2 separate regions of the Pan troglodytes genome follow, and region 1 is linked to region 2. Evidence: chromatin contacts called from public Hi-C data. All regions are on one chromosome and are shown on one strand. The core of a region is the stretch at or near the end of the contact, and the rest is flanking DNA. Distances in the headings are between cores, read along the strand shown. Region 1 overlaps LOC134810133 (a long non-coding RNA gene). Region 2 overlaps RCSD1 (RCSD domain containing 1).

Region 1 (7,386 bases), core at 1,909-4,408, 81 kb before region 2:
CTCAATCTCCCGACATCATGATCCGCCCCCCTTGGCCTCCCAAAGTATTGGGATTACAAGTGTGAGCCACCGTGCCCGGCCAACATAACTATTTCTAAAAGTTGATAGGAAGAGTAGAGAGAGGAAGGAAAAAAAGCAAATGAAGGGAAAAAAATAAAAGACATGGGAAAGAAAGTATAAAAGAAAAAACAAACATGTAAAGAGGTAAGGACCATTTTCTGATTATTATTGTTATTACATATATTTTCCTCATCATATCCCTTGAAACAAAATTTCTAGACTTCCCAGGCTAGCACAGGACATCAGCTCCCCTCAGCATGCATGAGAGTATAGTCATCCCTGGGTATCCATGGGGGATTGATTCCAGGATTCCCAGCAGATACCAAAATCCATGGATGCCTGTATTAGTCCGATTCCACGCTGCTGATAAAGACATACTTGAGACTGGGAAGAAAAAGATGTTTAATTGGACTTACAGTTCCACATGGCTGGGGAGTTGAAATCATAGCGGAGGGTGAAAGGCATTTCTTACATGGTGGCAGCAAGAGAGGAGAGGAAGAAGCAAAAGCAGAAACCCCTGATAAACCCATCAGATCCATGAGACTTATTCACTATCACGAGAACAGCAAGGGAAAGACCAGCCTCCATGATTCAATCCCTCCCACAACATGTGGGAATTCTGGGAGACATAATTCAAATTGAGATTTGGGTGGGGACACAGCTAAACCATATCATTCTGCACCTGGCCCCTCCAAATCTCATGTCCTCACATTTCAAAACCAATCATGCCTTCCCAACGGTCTCCGAAAGTCTTAACTCATTTCAGCATTAACCCAAAATTCCACAGTCGAAAGTATCATTTGAGACAAGGCAAGTCCCTTCCACCTATGAGCCTGCAAAATCAAAAGCAAGCTAGTTACTTCCTAGATACAATGGGGGTACAGGTATTAGGTAAATACAGCCATTCCAAATGGGAGAAATTGGGCAAAACAAAGGGGTTACAGGGCCCACGCAAGTCTGAAACCCAGTGGGGCAGTCAAATTCTAAAGCTCCAAAATGCTCTGCTTTGACTCCAGGTCTCACGACCAGGTCATGCTGATGCAAGAGGTGGGTTCCCATGGTCTTGGGCAGCTTTGCCTCTGTAACAGCCTCCCTTCTGGCTGCTTTCACAGGCTGGCGTTGAGTGTCTGCAGTTTTTCCACACACATGGTGCAAGCTGTCAGTGATCTACCATTCTGGGGTCTGGAGGACAGTGGCCCTCTTCTCACAGCTCCACTAAGCAGTGCCCCAGTAGGGACTCTATTTGGGGGCTCCAGCTCCACATTTCCCTTCTGCACTGCTCTAGCAGAGGCTCTCCATGAGGGCCCTGCCCCTGCAGCAAACTTTTTCCTGGGCATCCAGGCATTTCCATACATCTTCTGAAATCTAGGCGAAGGTTCCCAAACCTCAATTCTTGACTTCTGTGTACCTGCAGACTCAATACCACATGGAAGCTGCCAAGGCTTAGGGCTTTCACCCTCTGAAGCCACAGCCTGAACTCTATGTTGGTCCCTTTTAGCCATGGCTGGAGCAGCTGGGACACAGGGAACCAAGTCCCTAGGCTGCACACAGCACGGGGACCCTGGGCTTGGCCCACAAAACCACTTTCTCTCCTGGGCCTCCGGACCTGTGATGGGAGGGGCTGCAGTGAAGACCTCTGACATGCCTTGGAGACATTTTCCCCATGGTCGTGGGGATTAACGTTAGGCTCTTGCTACTTATGCAAATTTCTGCAGCTGGCTTAAATTTCTCCTCAGAAAATGGGTTTTTCTTTTCTATTCCATAGTCAGGCTCCAAATTTTCTGAACTTTTATGCTCTGTTTCCCTTTTAAAATTGAATGCCTTTAACAGCACCCAAGTCACCTCTTAAATGCTTTGCTGCTTAGAAATTTCTTCCACCAGATACCCTAAATCATCTCTCTCAAGTTCAAAGTTCCACAAATCTCTAGGGCAGAGGCAAAATGCCACCAGTCTGTTTGCTAAGACATACAAGAGTCACCTTTGCTCCAGTTCCCAAAAAGTTCCTCATCTCCATCTGAGACCACCTCAGCCTGGATTTTATTTTTCATATTGCTATCAGTATTTTGGGCAAAGCCATTCAACAAGTCTCCAGGAAGTTTCAAGCCTTCCCACATTTTCCTGGCTTCTTCTGAGCCCTCCAAACTGTTTCAACCTCTGCCTGTTACCCAGTTCCAAAGTTGCTTCCACATTTTCCACATTTGCTGAGTATCTTTTCAGCAACGCCCCAGTCTACTGGTACCAATTTACTGTATTAGTCCATTTTCATGCTGCTGATGAAGACATACCCAAAACTAGGAAGAAAAAGAGGTTTAATGGATTTACAGTTCCACATGGCTGGGGAGGCCTCAGAATCATGGCAGAGGGCAAAAGTCGCTTTTTACATGGCGGCAGCAAGAGAGAAGAGGAAGAAGCAAAAGCAGAAACCCCTAATAAACCCATCAGATCTTGTGAAACTTATTCACTATCACGAGAATAGCATGAGAAAGACCAGCCCACATGATTCAATTACCTCCTCCTGGTTCCCTCCCACAACATGTAGGAATTCTGGGAGATAGAATTCAAGTTGAGATTTGGGTGGGGACACAGCCAAACCGTATCAATGCCCAAGTCCCTTATATAAAATGGCATCGTATTTGCATATAATGTACACATATCCTCCCAAATACTTTAAATCACATCTGGATTACCTAATGCAATGCTTACACATCACTTCATTTGCCTGGATTCAATGTAGTACTCAGTGCATGCAAATTCAAGTTTTGCTTTTTGAAACTTTGTGGAATTTTTTTCTCACACATTTTTGATCCGCAGTTGGTTGAATCCACAGATGCACAAGTCATAGAATACCAACTATTCCAAGATTACTTCCCTTTAGTTTCTCCTGCAGGTCCTGGTACTTAGTAATTTGCCTCTGGGTGGAGTTCTGCAGATTTAGCAATTTTTCATCATTTCTTCCCAGCATGCTTCAAAGACATAGAAAGCAAAAGCGGAAACAAACAAAAGAAGCAAAAACAAAAGTGTTTCATAGTTTTAAGATTGTTTAAAATGTGCCTTTCTCCAGAGTTCAAAGGTGCGTTGTGCTCCTGACACATGAGGGCACTATTTCTGTAGTTTGTAATATTCATGGTACAGAAATTCTTGTGGGAAGCTAGGTCTGCAGAACCGTGGCTAGGAACATGCAGAGAAAAATGGTTTGCCATGTGTTCTAGGCTCGCCAGGTTTTCCAAGTGTGACATGTCCTAATGTACCCTATGAACAATGCCAGGACTCTCGGGGCTGCAACCTGGCCTTCTGACCACAGGGTTGCTAGCTGGAACTTCCTTGAAATGAGGATGACCTCATCTCATTTATCTCTGCAGGGATAGAACTAGTGTATTAAAACACCAGCTTTGGAGACTGACTGAGAATGAAAGACGAATGACCTAGAGCAAGCTGCTTAACCTTTTCTTGCTCTAATGATGGAGGTATTGCTGAGCACAGTGGCTCACGCCTGTAATCCCAGCACTTTGAGAGGCCAAGGTGGGCAGACTGCTTGAGCTCAGGAGTTGAGACCAACCTGGGTAACATGGTGAAACACCATCTCTACAGAAAAATATAAAAATTAGCTGGGCATGGTGGCACATACCTGTACTCCCAGCTACTTGGGAGGCTGAGACGGGAGGGTCAACTGAGCCTGGGAGGTCAAGGCTGCAGTGAGCTATGACTGCATTACTGTACTCTAGTCTGGGTGACAGAGTAAAGCCCTGTCTCAAAAAAGAAAAGTAAATAAATAAAAATGGAGGTATTGCCTCACAGATCTGTGAGGAAGATTAAGTGGGGGTAATCTATCTAAAGCGCCTGACACTTAGTTGGAACTCAATAAGGAGACACTAATAGTGTTTGTTACTTAGCAGTGCTGATGTATAGTGATGCTCGGGACAAGTTTAAGCAAGTGAATGAATGAATAGGATGTGTAGAATCACACAGATTTTACCAAACTGAAGAAAACTAACACTTTCGAGCTTTTTTAGTGTTGAATCACTTCAGGGCAAAGTGATCAGCCAGTGTGCGGTAAGCCCTCTAAACTTCTGTTAGCCTTCTTGATTCCTTAACTGAACCGGTGAGAATGCTGAGGTCAGAGGAAAAAAGTGATGTGCCCCAGGCGTCAGAGCTGTTTAGGGATGAGACCCAAGGTCTCCTGAGGCCCAGCACAAAGCTTAACCCATAGGGACCTGCCTGGCTGGGCTGGGAGTTGAGGGGTTAACAGACTGATCCTAGAAAACAAATAGGCTTTTGGCTTGGTTTACCTGTGCTTGCTAGGCATATTGTTACCCAGCAGTGACCCCGTCTGAGTGTGGAAAGAGCTGAACCACAAGAGCATCCCAGCTTGCCCCAGGGCAGCCACCCAGGGTTGACCTCTAATCTGAAGACATCTTTGGGGAGAGTTCTCACACACTTCCCCAAATATACTTCTGTGTGCTTCTGTGTGTGTCACAAGAGGCCTTGGGTCACCTCCTTCCTTTGCGCAATGAGATCAAAAGAGCAGTTTCTGCTTCTGCTGTTGCTTCTTTCCTGTTACCACTTTCTTGGACTTTTCGGGGACTGTTGAATTCTTAGGACACAGCCCTGCTCTGGCCCTGGTGGGCTTCCTCTATTAGAAGGCTCCCCAGGGCTTCCTGACTGGAGCAGATGGCCCTCCCTTTCCCGGGTGAAACAGGCTGACCTGGGCAGGCCGGCCCTTCTGCCTTTGATCTGCAGGTGGGAGGCAATAAAAGACACTTTCCACGTGCCTGCTATAACCATATTTTCCAAATTCAAAAGCAGGACTCAGGAGTCTCTCTGAGCCTACTCTGGTTTGAGAGGCTGCCTGTAAAAATAAATAAATTAAATAACTAAGAGCAGGACTTTACCCACCCCATACATATGTCCTTCTAAGGACTTTGAGACAAAAGATGGGAAATTGGACCATGCCAGGAAACCCAGGATGGCTGGCTGCCATACACATGCCTCATGGAAAATTCTCTCCTCTGGGGGATGTCTGCCGGAAGTGCCATCTGCTTTTGCCACAGATTCATGGCTGTGAGTGTGGCTCAGGCAATAACCACAGTAGACCCTTGGTTAACTCCTGCTGTGGTTCCGCCAGGAAGCCAGGCATGAACAGTTGTGTCCAGGAAATCTTTTCCCTGATTTCACTAGCTTGTTTTATCTGCCTGACAACCTTACTCCCAGGAAGGCTTTGCAAGGCACTTTCACCTTCAGCTCTTGGAATGAATAAATACAGCTATGATTTTTAAAAAAATATCAGTCCAACAATTTCGGTATGTCCAATAAATATCATAATGACCTGTTTCACGTATCAGGAACTGTGCCGTGCACTGTCAGAGATAAAATGGTGAAAAATGCCATTCTCTTTAACCCTTTTGAGGCCCTGCTGGCATGAAATCGTGTTAGTGCTCAAGGGAAGGTACAATGGCTGAACACATAGTTCCCACCTTTTCACACTCAACTACAGTACAGATTAATCACGGTGTCATAGGATGGAGCCAGACTTGGCATCAGATCCTGGATTCAAATCTTGCCACCTTCACTTGATGACTGTCTGGTACTGAACAAGGTACTCTTTCAACCTCTTACTCCTCATCTACCAAGAAGGAGGTCATAATTCCTCCTGGCAGTGAGGTTGGGTGAGGAATAAATGCTGGCACATTGTATATGAGCCTAAGGCATAATAGATGCTGAGAAAAGGTTTATTTCCTTCTTTCCTTAAGGAGCTTAGAGGCTAATAGATAACAACTGGTTCTGCTGTAACTAACACACACTGCTGACTGTCATACAATCTCAACTAGGGGTGTGAAAGCATGCCGAGGTGGCCTTTTGAGGTTTGTTGCATATGCTTGGGGAAAAAACGCTCAGATTAGCATTGCCGGGGGCCGTTTCCTGGGCTCCTTCCTGCAGGGCCTGTTTCGGGGCCCTCCACCCAAATCCACTCCGGGAGGAGTAAGTTTCGGGGCCTTTATTACCCACTTGTGATTAGGGATCAGAAGTGGCCAGTCGGGGTGGGTTGGCAGTGACTTGCACCCAAGGGAAGGATGGGAGCCCACAAGAGTGGCAGGGCTCTGGGGAGAGAGGCAGGCTAACCAGTAGAAGTGAATAGGATGTGCTAAAGTATTCCCTTGAGAGTGGAAATACAATATAGAAGACTTGGATATGTGGTTTTCACCCTAAACCAAGCTGAGGAACCAGCACCAAATGCTTAACAAACACACAAACAAAAACAAAAACCCCCCTCTGGGTAGCCCAATGCTGTAGCACTTCACTTTTCATGGGACCTTGCAGCTTACATGCAGCATTCAAAGACATGAGTTTATTTGGGCCTTCCAATATCCGAGCTTGGTAGGTAGGCTAATTTCATCACTTCATTGTACCGAGGAAAAATCTGAGATTCAGAGAAGTTACACAACTTGCCAAGATCACATCTAAGTGGCAGAGTTGTGGCTCTAAGCCATATAATCCAGATTTTTTTTTTTTTTTTTTTTGAGATGAAGTCTCGCTCTGTCTCCCAGGCTTTAGCGCAGTAGTACAATCTCAGCTCACTGCAAGCTCCGCCTCCCGGGTTCAAGCAATTCTCCCATCTCAGCCTCCCAAGTAGCTGGGATTACAGGCACCTGCCATCATGCCCGGCTAATTTTTGTAGTTTTAGTAGAGACAAGGTTTCACCATGTTGGCCAGGCTGGTCTTGAACTCCTGACCTCAGGTGATCCGCCTGCCTTGGCCTCCCAAAGTGCTGGGATTACAGGTATGAGCCACCACGCCTGGCCCAGACTTCTTAAAGAAACATAAATGGCCTATCAATTCATGTAAGAGTGTTCCAAAATTATTATAGTAGTGGCTCCTCTATGTTCTCCCCAATTTTTTTCTCTTTTCTATAGCAACAGAAGTTTTTTTACTGTGTACATGGAAACTCAGATAAAGACTCTATTTCCCAACTTCCCTTGCAGCTACAATTGTTCATGTCATTGTTTGGGACAACATGAGATATAAGTAGAGGTGATATGTGCAATCCTCAAGGCCAGACTCTTAAAAAGAAGTTGCATGTTCTCCTCCATCTTGATGGTAGGGATGCAAGATGTGATGATAGGAGCTGAGGAAGACATTTTGTTGTGTACCAGCTCTGAACCACTCACCTGGAATTTTATGTGAGAGAGATAAACTTAAGTTTAAGCCATTATATTTTGGGTTTATTTGTTGCAGAAGCCTAAAATTTACTCTAACTAACATGGGTATATGGATCTGATAATAGTCCTTAGGAAAGAAGACTGTGGAACAATCATGAAAAAAGAATAGGAG
Region 2 (7,497 bases), core at 3,879-6,378:
CAGTAATAGCTAACAATTATCAAACACTTCCTACATGCCAGGCCCTGTTCTAAGCATTTCACCTACAAAAACTCATTAAATCCTTCCAATGAGCCTGTAACATAACTACTATCATCATCATTCCGTTTTACAGATAGGCAATCTGAGGCACGGACAAGTTAGGTAACTTGTCCAAGGCCATAGAACTAGTAAATGTAGAGCTGGGATTTGAACCCAGACAGTCTGGCTCAAAGCCTGAGCTCTGTGCTTCCCTTCATAGAGCAGTGTAAAGCATAGTGCACCCTCCAGGGCAGACAGTGCATCAGCCTCCTTCCTGCCATCCATGGAAGAAGGGCGGTGCCACTGCCAGAAAACAAGATGAGTGTTTGCACATTGGGTTGAACCAAAGGATGATAGATGTTAATGGCCTCATTTACAAACAAGGAAACTGAGACTCAGAGAGGTTCACACCCAACATATATCAGAAGCAAGACTGAAACCCAGATCTGACTCTGAATTTGTTGTTCTCTGTGCTTTCCCACCCCCACCAGACTCAAAATAATTTCTTTTCTTTCTTTATGCTTGTACAACAGTTGGCACATTTTAGAGACAAATTTCCCACCATCATCTCCCAAATTACACTGATAAAATCCTGTCACTGCAATGGCATTCTGGATGAACATCTCCCTCTCCTCCATGGTCCCCTGCTGGCACCTGGGAATTTGCCCAGACACTAGCCATCACTACTAAACCCACAGACCCCCACCTGGAGGACCCTCCCAGGCACCAGAGGCTGTGAACTATGCTGATTTTAAAACCACTGAAGCAGCCAGGACTGTTTCCCACAGTGTGAGAACAGCTAAACCCTGTCCGTACTATTGGGTGACAATGCCAAGTCCTGGGAGCAAATGGGAAGCCCTGGAGGTTCCAAACAGGGACACACTCCCAGGCTCAGTGCCTGCGTATGGGTCCTTTGTGTGAGTGGAGCACCTCCTGGGATTCTCCCTGGGAGCCAGTTGCAGAGACCAAGGACCTGCCATTTTCAGATCCTTAAAGCCTACAAGTGGTTAGGTAGGGGACATCTGGGACTTTTTTGGTTCTGTGTGAGATATCTGATTACATGTATTTGTTAATATATGCTTGTTTCAATTCCTCTACCTTATCTATTTCTTGCAGTTCTTCTTTACCTCTCTGTATTCTCCTCACCCCTGAAAAAGGCTGTTCACTCCTTGAGGGCCGTCATGGTTACCCCAATGCATTCTACAGTGTCTACAGATGCTCAGGAAGGGGTGATTAAACGACCCAACAATGTGGATGGGGCACGCAACATTCATGAGTGACATTCAGGATTTCTTACCCTCTATCACTTTAGCCAAAGAAATCTTCTGGCCCTAAGCCATGTGAACCAAAAGTATCTGAGACAGGTCTTTATTCAGAAAGTTTATTTTGCCAAAGTTAAGCATGTGCCCCCAGGAGGCAGGTCTGTGCCTTTCTCCAAAGATGATGTTGAAGCCTTTAATATTTAAAGAGGAAAGGATGAATATTGGGGAAACAGGAAGAAATTTTAAAAAGGTGTGGGTAGATAAGAGACAAATGGTTGCATTCTTTTCAGACTTTGATCAGCCTTTCACCAGATACACAATTTACATGTGAGAGATGAGTAGAGGAAACAGTCCACCTATTGCCTCCATAGCTCAGTGAATCTGCATTTTTACATCAGAGGAAGCAATCTGATATGCATTTGTCTCAGGTGAGCAGGAGACTGACTTAGAGTTCTGTCCTTTGTCCCGCACCTGTGAAGATAAGCTATCAATTTACATTGTCAGGGTAAAATTCAACAAAACTGTTTTAGGGAAAAGATCTTGAGGCCCACAAGGAATTTTCTAGTGGGAAAAATTATGAGGGGGGTATGTCGCTTTTTAATCTTTGTTTATCTTATTCAGGAATAAAGTGGGAGGCAGATTTGCCTGATGCGTTTCATAGCTTGACTTTTCCCTTTGGATTAGTGATTTTGCAGTCTGAGGTTTATTTTCCTTTCAAGCCCATCCCATCTGCATTCTATACCAAAATGCCCTCTAAGCTCCCACTGGAATAACAGGACCAGTCCCCTCACATTGAGAATGAAAGGCAGCTTAGGGTGACTAAGGAGACAACCCAGACCTCAGTCTTTGGGCCTCTTCTCTTCCCTATTCTCTGTTTCCTCTGACTTTATGCAGTCTCGTAACATCAACTACCATTTCTAGCTAGTGACTCTCCAAGTTTGGTTTACGGCCTGAAACACTTCTCTGAACTCCAGACTTGGGTATATATTCAACCTCCTGTGCTGCATCTCCACTTAGACGTCTAATAGACATGTCAGACTTTCATGACCAAGGAAGAACTATTCATTGCCCACCTAGCCCCACCCACCCCTCTCTCCCCAACATGGCTTTCCAACCCAGTAGCAAATACCCCATGCATCCCGTTATCCAAGTCAAACCCTCAGGAGTCATCCATGATTCTTCTCTTTCCCTTGCTCACACCCATGCGTCAGTAATTCCCAGCAGCCTGACCTTCAAATCCCATCCCCCTGCACAAGCCCTGTTCACTCCCGCACCCAATCTCAGCTGGACCGCTGCCAGCACCTGCCTCTGCTCACCCTCTTCCACTCCTGTCCCTCCTCCACAGACAGCTCCTTGATGCGCGATTCAGGTCACGTCCCTCCTTGAAACCCTCCAAATGACATCCTGCTGGCTCAAGATAAAACACAAACTGCGTGCTCTGGTCCATGAGGCCCAACGTAGCTGGCCTCACACCACCATTCGCATCTTCCCACCCCCTCTTATTGTCCCTGCCACCCTTCTCTTTTCTCTGCCCCTCAACCTTTGTTTCTGTCTGTGCTTCTGCTCAGAACAATTTTCCTTTTCTCTTTTCCCCAATTGGGATTCAACTCATGTGCTCTCTCTTCAGAGATGTCTTCCCACATTCCCATAAAATAAGTGCCCTGTTTTATTTTCTTCGCAGCGTTTAACAAAGTGTCTTATGGTTTCGCTGTGTACCTGTTTATTGCTGAAGTAGCAACTTCTGAAGGGCAAGGACTGTCTGGTTCACTGATGTATCTCAGGGCCTAGACCAGTAAATGCCTATTAACAAGAGAGTAAGTTAACTCTTCCAGTAAAGGCATAGAGTTAGTACAGCATGTTGGTGTGGAAAGAGCTTTGGAATCCAGAAAATTCTCATGCCTGCACTTACTGACTTGAATAGTAACTTACTTAGCAACTCTAGGCCCCAGTTTCCTCTTTTAGAGAGGTAAGAATTACAGAAAATATATCAAAGGCTGTAAGGACAGTGCCTCCCACATAGGAGGTACTCTGGTAGATGAGCAGGTCAAATGGACCTACCTGGTTCCCAGTCCAGAACCCTTTCCATCCTCCTAGGATAGTAATGGTCAAACATTGGGATACATTGAAGAACTAGGGATAAGTAAGGACATAAAGGAAGATTCTAGAGTCATTGCAGTATTTCAGAGAGATTCTATGGTGGTCTTTTTGAAGTGATGATTTAAGCATGGTCACACTGGAAGGGGTGATCCCCTTCAGTTCTGGAGGAGTGAAGAAGCAAACATACCTCAGACCTTTGAGGCTCTGGGCTCTGGCCTATTTCTGGTGAGAGAGAGAAACTTCCTTTTGGCCAAGAGCATAGTTCTTCCAGCCCCACACTGGGCTCTCTCACTGCATCTTCTCTTAAGCTGTAGATGATGACGCCTTCCCTGGGGCCTTGTTTCCCTAAACCATAGCCCAAATGCTGGGAGATACTGAGACCTTGGACGAGCGCAGAAGGTGGAGAGACAGGGCAGAGCCTAGGAAGCAGGTAGAGCCTAGTCTGGCCTGTACATAAAGGTCTCATTATGTGGATGGTCAGCAGTATCCAAACCGTGTTTACGCAACATGGCAACAGCGGAGGGGAAGTTCCATGCTGTCCAGACACAGGGGCTCCTCAGTTCTCGGAAGAAAGTCCCATAGAAATAGAAAGTAAACACCAGAGGTGATTTTCTCCTAGCCTTGGCAAAGTCAGGCCAGACAGTAACCACAGGCATGGTTTCCGAGTTACCTGGCATGGCCCAGCTGGAAGGTAGCAGGGAGGGCTTCGTAAGCAAGACCTGGGCCCAGGAAGATGGAATACAGGCCTGCGATCTGTAAAGACAGTGTGAGCTAAAGCAGGGCACAAAGGGAGATGAGTGCAGAAAACAGATCTAAGACATGGAAAATGGCCCAAGAAGAAAGGACAAGCTGAAGTCAAGGCAATGACCAGGACCTGGAGGGTAGATGCTGGCAGGGGAGGGACTTACATCTGGGTATGGTCCATGGGGGTGAGTTGAGGGTGTCAGTGACTTTGTGAGCAGGTACCCAGGCCCTGACACCAGCAGACCAGGTCGGATGGGAGGAGGAGGAGGAGGAGGAAGAAACCAACCTTAGATGAGCCCTGTTTTGTTTTGTTTTGTTTTGTTTTGAGGCAGAGTCTCTGTTGCCCCAGGCAGGAGTGCAGTGGTGCAGTGATGTGAGCAGGGCTTACTGCAGCCTCGACCAACTGGGCCCGAGTGATCCTCTCTCCTCAGCCTCCTGAGTAGCTGGGACCATAGGCACACGCCACCACACTAGGCTAATATTGTATACAGATGGGGTCTCTCTTTATTGCCCAGTCTGGTCTCGAACTCCTGAGCTCAAGAGATCCTCCTGCCCTGGACTCCCAAAATGCTGGGATTCCAGGCTTGAGCTACTGTGCCCAGCCAAGCACATGCTATGTTTCAGGCTCTGTGCTAAGTACTTTATGGACATCACAGGAACAGAGAAAGAACATTTAATCCAGAGAGGCTAAGGGTGTCTCAGGAAAGTCTGGGAATAGGTAGAGAAACTGAAGTTCTCAGACCTAACAGTCAAGGTGAGGGTATGGCCTTAGCGGGACTGCCGTGAAGAGCTCCTGGCCCATGGCTGAGGTGGTATGGTGCTGAGCACACCGGAGGAGGGTTAGCAGCTGTACCTGCCAGAACTGCAAGGCAGAAATCTAGGCAAGGCATCAAACAGGCTGAGCCACCAGCCCCGATTCATCCCCAAGACCACACTTCTTCCATTGCAGCTATGCAAATCAGAGGCTAATAATAATGTTGAGATTTGTATAGCACTTTAGAGTTGCCAAGGCACTTTCACAAATGATGCTACTTAACAGATGTCCATTACTGGAGTCTCAGGAGTTGGAGTCAGATGTTTCACAGATTACCCTGTTTGGCCTGTTCTGTGTGACTCTGGCTGTCACTTGCCTTCTCTGGGTTTAATGTGCCTGGAGGGCAGACGGTAATAATCAATCAGTCTTCTGCAACAGAGGATGGGAAGTGTCTGGAGAGGGGCTGATGGTGACAGGATCTGCCAAGCTTCGACAAGCTCTGGAGTCCTTAGTCTAAAGAAAAGCCGTTCACTAGGCTCCAGGAAAACAAACTCAGAGGTAATAGAATCTTTCCTTCAACCCAGCTTTTAAGCCCTAAGTGCTTCCAGAAGCCTCAGAGTTCTCTCACTTCTGAGCCCCTTGCCAAGGCTAGTTTTGAGACAGGGAAGTAAGGGAGGAGCTTTTGATTCCTATACAGCTCTATTTTTAACTGGAATTTATCTTCCTGCTCCACCAGTGATTGGCGCCTTTGAAACTGAGGTAAAGCGCACTGTCAGCAGGACCCAAGCATAAATAGCAGGGGACAGAGAGACTGATCTGTGATGTGGGCAGGAAGTTAGACAGATGGACAAACCAATCAGCCAGCGTCTTTGCCAAGAACAGCTCAATTAATTACACACTGTCCCCAAGCCTCTCTCTCGTTGTTCCATTCTCTGACTTCCTTATGTGGCAAGTGTGAGGGTAAAACGTGTCAAGTCTAGGAGCCCTTCCCAGTGGGGAACTCATCAGGGTGGGGCCTCGCACTCCTCGGCTTTCCCCCAGCATCATGGGGAAATCTGGCATCTTGAATAGAGGTGAATCCTTTTATATCTTTATGCGAAATCAGCATTTGGTGTTTAGGCTGGTTTGGAGATGAGCTTGAATTATAGCAACCCACAGTAAAGGGGTACCTGTCTTTTCCTCCAGAACAGCTGTTTGCAGATCGGAAAGTCCATGGCCCCAGCAGTTCCTTCAAATCCCTAAACGAAGCCTTTTTTTTTTTTTTTTTTTGAGATGGAGTCTCATTCTGTCACCCAGTCTGGAGTGCAGTGGTGTGATCTTGGCTCACTGCAACTTCTGCCTCCCAGGTTCAAGCAATTCTCCTGCCTCAGCCTCCCGAGTAACTGAGATTACAGGTGCACACCACCACACCCGGCTAATTTTGTATTTTTAGTAGAGATGGGGTTTCGCCATGTTGGCTAGACTGGTCTCGAACTTCTGACCTCAAGTGATCAACTGCCTCGGCCTCCCAAAGTGCTGGGATTACTTGCGTGAGCCACCATGTCTGGCCTGTCAAAGCCTTCTTCTCAAAACTTTGCCCCATTAACTTAACTTCCCTGCTGGAAGTGGCTGGGAGGTGAGGAGATCTGCCCCTCCCTTGCTCCAAGGGGACAGCATCTTAGAATGACTAAAGTTATTTACTTTGGAGGGAGCACCCAAATAAGAAAGCTCGGAGACACCACTTTTAGCACAAAAGGAGGGCCATGGAAGAGTGTGTATGTGTGTGTGTGTGTGTGTGTGTACAAGGGAGTAAGCTCGCTGCTGGAGGGAAGCATCCTTTGTTTTTGTAGACCACGAGAGCCAGGGAAAGGCAGAGATGGACTTTCTCAGACAAACTGCTGCCCAAATCCTCCCATTTTCAGACTAGACGTGAGGAGGGGAAGTGCAGGGGGAGTTCGAAGTCTGTGTAAGAAATGCTGCCACCATGGTGACAAAAGACAAAAACCTAATGTCTCCGGGACTGGACATGTAAAAAATCTTATTCAAACCAAGTGGTTATGTAGGCCTCCTGTAACAAGGCAGAAATGAACTGGCCATTTCCAGCATCACCGACTTACTCTGTGTGTCTTGGTGACAAATGGTACATGAGAATAAATGGTGTCCTGGGGTGCATCTTGGCCTCTTCAGGGAACCTGGGGGCACCTCAATGGAGGGACAGCCACGGTAAACTGATGACCGCACTGGAGGCAAGACTCACCGCCAGTAACAATAACAACCACCCTTCCAAAGCATTTGCAATGAGCCAGGCCTTGTCCCAGCCCTCTGAGTATATAGCAAATCATTTAATCCACAAAACAACTGATGAGGGATGTGCTACAGCCATCCTTGTCAAGGCACAGAAAGGCTAAGCCATTTGCCCCAGGTCCCCAGGCTGGTAAGAGATGGAGCAAGTCAGTGCTTGAATCCAGGCAGTTTGGCTCCCATCCACTGTGCTATCTGCTCTCGTGTCACTTATTTATTAATTCCACAAATACTTACTGAACGCTTCTTTATCCATGGCACTCAAGTAGGGAACAAAAGACACATATATATGTGTTTCAAGTTCAATAAAGGGCATTTGCT

What was found. Hi-C and Micro-C count contacts between places; a contact is called where the count stands out from the background.
Region 1: a Hi-C map of a lymphoblastoid cell line shows a contact between it and region 2, with 4 times the contacts expected there. The contact joins two enhancer-like sites. A contact is called at or near these places in 3 of 7 Hi-C or Micro-C datasets (blood, a lymphoblastoid cell line and stem cell-derived neural progenitor cells).

The regions. Positions count from the first base shown.
Region 1 is chr1:81,505,808-81,513,193 of NHGRI_mPanTro3-v2.0_pri, reverse strand. The region is part of intron 1 of LOC134810133 (a long non-coding RNA gene); the gene reads right to left. Among named protein-coding and RNA genes, the nearest start is that of RCSD1, 29 kb to the right of the region's middle. Within about 2 kb of position 3,158, at least 1 of the 24 cell types and tissues checked has an H3K27ac peak or open chromatin away from gene starts, as enhancers often do. A contact at or near this core is called in a lymphoblastoid cell line, where this site is marked.
Region 2 is chr1:81,426,897-81,434,393 of NHGRI_mPanTro3-v2.0_pri, reverse strand. All of the region lies in intron 1 of RCSD1 (RCSD domain containing 1), which reads left to right. Among named protein-coding and RNA genes, the nearest start is that of MPZL1, 35 kb to the right of the region's middle. Within about 2 kb of position 5,128, at least 4 of the 24 cell types and tissues checked have an H3K27ac peak or open chromatin away from gene starts, as enhancers often do. A contact at or near this core is called in a lymphoblastoid cell line, where this site is marked.